Regions from separate parts of the Triticum aestivum genome. Here region 1 is linked to region 2. Evidence: chromatin contacts called from public Hi-C data. All regions are on one chromosome and are shown on one strand. Each heading gives the region's core, a stretch centred on a gene start, on an enhancer-like site or on the middle of the called end of the contact. The rest is flanking DNA. Distances are from core to core; before and after follow the strand shown. Region 1 has its middle 230 kb from the start of LOC123072472. Region 2 has its middle 140 kb from the start of LOC123072470.

Evidence for each region. Hi-C and Micro-C count contacts between places; a contact is called where the count stands out from the background.
Region 1: a Hi-C map of leaf shows a contact between it and region 2, with 3 times the contacts expected there. The contact joins two enhancer-like sites. A contact is called at or near these places in 2 of 5 Hi-C or Micro-C datasets (both in leaf).

The regions. Positions count from the first base shown.
Region 1 is chr3B:792,979,299-792,982,152 of IWGSC CS RefSeq v2.1, forward strand. No RefSeq gene overlaps it. Among protein-coding and RNA genes, the nearest start is that of LOC123072472, 230 kb to the right of the region's middle. Within about 2 kb of position 1,328, at least 3 of the 8 cell types and tissues checked have an H3K27ac peak or open chromatin away from gene starts, as enhancers often do. A contact at or near this core is called in leaf, where this site is marked.
Region 2 is chr3B:792,818,761-792,821,754 of IWGSC CS RefSeq v2.1, forward strand. No RefSeq gene overlaps it. Among protein-coding and RNA genes, the nearest start is that of LOC123072470, 140 kb to the left of the region's middle. Within about 2 kb of position 1,516, at least 2 of the 8 cell types and tissues checked have an H3K27ac peak or open chromatin away from gene starts, as enhancers often do. A contact at or near this core is called in leaf, where this site is marked.

The DNA of each region.
Region 1 (2,854 bases), core at 78-2,577, 160 kb after region 2:
CTGTAATGGGGGTATGGGGCGGGTCGTCAATCCAACAACCACCACTGCCAGTCCAGTCAGTCCCCGTCCGTCCGTCCGTCCCTCGTCAGCGATGCGTTTGCAGTACACAAGCCCATACGCGCATGTCTGTCTGTCTCACCCCGCCCATGTTCACGTATGGATCGATGATCATCCATGGATGGATTGACGGATGGTGTCAAACGTACGTACGTCCATGGCGTGCGCTCGTGTGTGTGCGTGCGCCGGTCAGCCTAGCCACTAGCCAGCGGTCAAACGGTATGCGCATGGGCAGCGCCGGCCCCGGGCTCGGGCGCGGTGGCCTGGGCGCGCGCTGGCGTTTTGGAGCTCGGGCGCACTGGCATGGCTCGGGCAAAGTCCAAAGTAGTAGTAGACAGACGCCGGGGCTTGGCCGGGTCGCCGGCCCCGCCACGGGATCGACGGACGGGGCTTTAAATTAGGGTCGGGTCGGGTCGGGCAGCGGTAGCAGGCAGGCAGGTCGGCTCCCCGGCGGGCATGGGCATGCGTGGCGGGGCCGGGCCCTCCACGTTTCCCGCACGGCGCCACTCCCCATAACTCCAACTTACTGACCACCGATGTGATGGCTGCTGCTGCTGCGCGACGACGAGGACGACAAAATCGCAGAGAAACGCATGCATACGCTACGCAGCACAGACACAGGCAGCATGCCTGATCAGTGGCGGGCGCACAGACTTTTCCACGGCGCGCGCGTTGGCGCCGGACCACCGGCCGCCGGCTGGCTGGCTGGCTCGATCGCCCGCGCCAGAGGAACAGAACGCAGAGACCGACGTACAGTTGCAGGGCCATGGTTGATGAGTGCCGGAGAAGTGCGTGCCGGATGCAGGCAGGCAGGCAGGCACGCCTGGCCGGCTCAGTTTCCTGCGCCAGTGAACCCAGGGGAGGGAGGGCCAGCGAGAACTTTACTCCTCCGATGAAAAAGACGGAGCCAACGAGGTTTGGTTTTGCTTTGCGGCTGCAGTGAACCCAGTGGCGGTCCAGGGACGTACGTACCACTGCTCTTTCCACCGTACGGTGCGCCCCAGTCTTACACGTCCACTTACGTTTCTCACTGTTGTTTAACAGTGGTACTAATCTGAATTTTAATCCCCGTAACAAATTTCCCGCCACGCTGCTCGTGCAACCCGTGCAAAGGCGCACGTGTTCTGGTGGGGTGCCGCTAGATTCACATGTTTTTTTGTGTCGGAGGGCTTGACAAAATTAGCAGGCTTTTAATCATGTACAGTACGTACCTGACGATCGACCGGTGAGCCGAGGCGGCGTCCCTTTCAGGGAAGCCCGGCGTCGCTGTCGCTGAATGGCTACCGCCAGCCAAGAGGCGTCGCGTCCATGATCGATCATTGAGTCCGGCGAAGCCGCGTACGCGTTCCGTGTTCGGACGTGTCGACGGCCGGAAATGGGGGAGGTTGTCACATGCATACGGCCCGGAGCCGCATGGTTGGATCATGGATGGATATATATCCCTCACACGTTGCTTTCACCAGCTCTCGATCCAAGTGGCTCGTCTCCGTCGACCACTCGAGATGCGCCGGTGCCCGGGTGTAATTCAAATCGGTGCATGCATGCATGCATGCATGCATGAGCATGACAAAAATGAACAATGTGGTGTCGTATTCCGTGCCACACATACACGATCCAGAGGATAATTGAAGCATGCATGCCATCCACTATGCACTGTGCCACGCATGCATGCATGGCCCTGCGTGTGCAGGCAGCTAGCTGGTTCGATTCAAGACATGCATGCTTGCTCGACCGCTCGGTCAATAAGTCGATCGAGCTCCCTTGCAAATCTCGGTAATTACGGAAATAAAAAAATGAATACGATGATGTATTAGTATATTTACATTGCATATCGAGAATTAATGGAAATTTTTGTTCCAAAAAAAAGGAAAATGGGCATGCTTTTGGACTTTGGAGCTTCCATCCTGCATGATGCATGCAAAAATGCTACATATTTCGTAGGTACAGCAAAGCTCATGATGCATGTGATCTTGCAATCCACATCCCCGTGATAAGTATGATCCGTCTGCATCGATCGGTCCTTTTCAACCAGCACAAACCAGGGCACACTTTCAATCTGACAGCGAGGGTCCGAGACCGACCATACATGTATGTATCAGCTAAACACAAGTAGGCAGCCAAACAAAGTCATGGGGGCCGCCGGTCAAATATTTAAGCGCTTGTCCTTCACTATCATACTTAATTCTCCAGCGTTGTGAGCACATGTTTTGATCAATTCAAATCAAATATACAAGCTGTTGCACTTCAGGAAGCTATTAGGTTAGGGAATTTCTAACCGATTTCTTATAACCGTTTGAGGAGTAAGCTAGCCGATTCCTTATCCGCCGTAAGGGAGTAAAATTATTACTCCGGCCTCAACTTTCTCACGAAATTTACTCCACCGCTCAGCAGTTGAGTAGAAGCCGAGCCTCTCTCTCGCGTCGCCCCACACCCCTGCATATTCGCCGGCGTGCCTCCCGGCGACCGACCGCCCGCCCTGCCGTTACCTCGTCGTCCCCCCGCTCCCCGCCGCCCTGCCGATGTCGAGCCCCTTCGGCTGCCGTCGCCATCGCAGGAATCAAGGTGAAAAGCCGCTGCCGTTGCCATTGATGATTCGTCGGATTGCTTCATTGCTTCTTCTTTTTCTGTCGGCCGCCGCATCTCACCGTGCTGCACACCGCTGCAGGTCATTCGCTCTCGTCATAGCCAACCTGTTTGGTCTGAATGACACTGGCCGGCCGGTGCACCACCACCGCACTCAGTGTTCGACGAATTGCCTAGATGAGTTTTTTTTCGTTTCTTTGCAAACCGAGCCGTT
Region 2 (2,994 bases), core at 266-2,765:
ATATAAAAAAAACTATCACATATAAGATACTAAATAAATAAAATATGAAAATACACTTCATGATGAATCTAATGATACTAATTTTTCATTTTGGATGTTGACATTTTTCTATAACCGATCTCAATCAAACATAAACTTGTTGGACTTACCTAAAACCCAATATACACTACACTATGGAATGGAGGGAGTCTGGGAGTGAAATGAAAATTTGTCGAGCATATAAGGTATTGTCTCTTTGTTAGATGGGGACATTCGAGCTATGTCAATGTGGGCTTGGTGTTGTCTTTCGTAGAAAACCATCAAAGGAGATCTTTAGTTTTTATAGAAATCCAACCTAAGCAATGTGGGCTTGGTCTCTGCTTCGTCAAAAGCGATAAAATTCATAAGATGGGACATCTCTTTTGCAGGGAATGAAATGGGAAATTAAAGAAGATGTTGGGACAATGTGGAGTCGGGGCTGATGAGAGGAATCACTCATGAGTCAGTCTTGGAAAATTAGGCTTGTAGAGTTCATAATTTTGCATCTTTTCCATCAATCCCCATCGATACAACTTTATCTTTGTAGTACTACCTAGGAGAAAGCCAGTTGGACCTAAATGCTTAGGTTGCACTACGGAGGAAGCGGAAGGCCAGTGCATGGATGGGTCAATAGGGCCATCATTCTACTACCAAATTATCACGGGAAAGGGAGAAGACGTGATGCTGCTGGTGTGACATGTTGGGCTTATCTTTGTGTTTCCCATTTGGGCCTTCCATTTGTATCATTGCCATCCAGTGAACGTGGCCAGTTGCTAAAAAAAAATATCCAGTGAACGTGCCCATGCAGACCGTTGAATCCTCGGGCGGCCGTTGAACCCGAGCGGCACAAAAACAACCGTCTCCACAGGATTCGTCAGCCATCACCTAGTAGTTGACAAAAAATCAGTGAATTTTCATCATGATAGAGCAAATGCATCTACCTATAAAAAACAGAGCGAACATATCCTGATGGCGTCTACTAGAGACTAATTATGAATAATAGAAGGCTGACAGCTGTGGTGCTGCAAATTTTGTATGCAAATTAAATTGAAGTCTATGAAGAGTCCAATCATCGTTAAAGCTATTGGATTTTGGCTTGATGTATGTCACGATCGTGCTGGCGATTCTCCAGCTGCTGCTGGCTGGGCTAAGGCTGGTTGTAATGGGAGTATCATAGCTAGTATTATGCATGCCAACTAGGCAACTTTGATGAGGTGGCATAGAATTAAATGAAGTAAGAGAGGGTTGAGTATCATATCATGATACCGTATCATAATAAATGCTATACTAGTATGTGTCATGCATGACAATAAATAAAGTCATCTATAATACTATCATATGATACTATGCATTAGAGAGGTAGTATCATACACTAGTATCATATGCATGATACTAACTTATGATACTATCCATTATAACCAGCCTAAGCTAAGCTTGATAGCTCCTTGGCGCTTCTAGAGACAGGAAGACTCAATTGGCGCAGGAGGCATACAAGTCGGTGTCCTGGAAAAGGACACAACCAACTTGTCACACCTATCCATACGGATCTTGATCGATTTGATCAGTCCGGATCCCGGCATCAACAAGGCGCAATTGTAGCCATCAAATTCACGCTTTCTTACATACTCCTGATGGCAACACCCCAACTAACAAAAATATCTGTATGTGCAACTAACATAGCTGTTTAATTTATTTATTTATAAAGGCTTCCAAACTTTGGTCTCTCTTTTGTCTCCCCCACATCGCACATTATAGTTGTATACTATTGTCGGAAAATACATATGAGCAAGGCGCCACCCACCCCTTATATTCAAAACTAATTTAGTAATTCAAAAATAATTCAAAAAACCCTGGAACTTCTTATGGAATCAAACATGACCATGTATCGCACTTGTATAAAAACATTAAACAGGGAATGACTTTCATTGTATCCGGGGTCAAAGATTTGCCCCAAAAGCTAGATAAAAGTATTATTCATGCTATATTGTCGACATAAATTTATTTATTTTTGCCTTGAAGTCAACGGGAATCATTCTTTGGCCAAATTTTTTATACACGTACAATACCTGGTCATATTTGATTCCAAAAAAGTTCCGGGATTTTTGACCTTTTTTGAATTACTAAATTATTTTTGAACATAGGGGGGTGGAGCATCCGAGTGCTCCTAATCCGCTCCCTACAATTGTCAAACTACTTAATTATCCCAAGTTCTCATCAAGATGAGATTTAAGTAAATTTTACCATAGGTGACATCCGCATATGGCTTTTTTGCTGTTTTTTGATTTTTTTTTCATCATTTTATTTTTAGTTTCTCCTTCTCCATTGTATTTTTTAAAAATTGACATAGTTGTGCACGGCTGTTGGGCATGTGTACCCACGGACATGCAGTTGCACACAGTGGACGACGTGCAACTATAGTTGCACCCTAGTGCGCGTGCGTGTAACTGTAGTTGCGCGCGGTCGATGGACATGCAGTTACGCACAGTCAGCAATCATGTAACTACATTTACACGTCAGTGCGTGGGCGTGCAACTGCAGTTGCACATTGATGTGTGGGCATGCTACTACAATTGTGCATGGTCGACTGGCATGCAACTGTAGTTTCGTGCAGCCGTTTATGATTAGAATTCTATTTGCGCGCGACATGGAGAAAGTTAAAAAAAAGAAATAAAACATAAATCAGACAAAACAGAGGGAAAAAGTAAAACTATAAAATCGCATGAATCTTTATGTAAAATCAAATGGTGCATTAGGTGGGTAATATGTAGTTGATTCTCATATTACAAATGCACAATTCTTATGCTGACATTTTTTTCTCAAAATTCATCTTTAGACTTCGGGGCTTTGGACTCACCAAAACACATACCAATGGTTTTCATTTTCAAGAGTGAAGTTCGGAATTCAAGATTCCCGTGAATGTCCAAGCTCATTTTAGATTTTGGTGCCACAATGATGGATTTGAATGTAAGGTGGTAT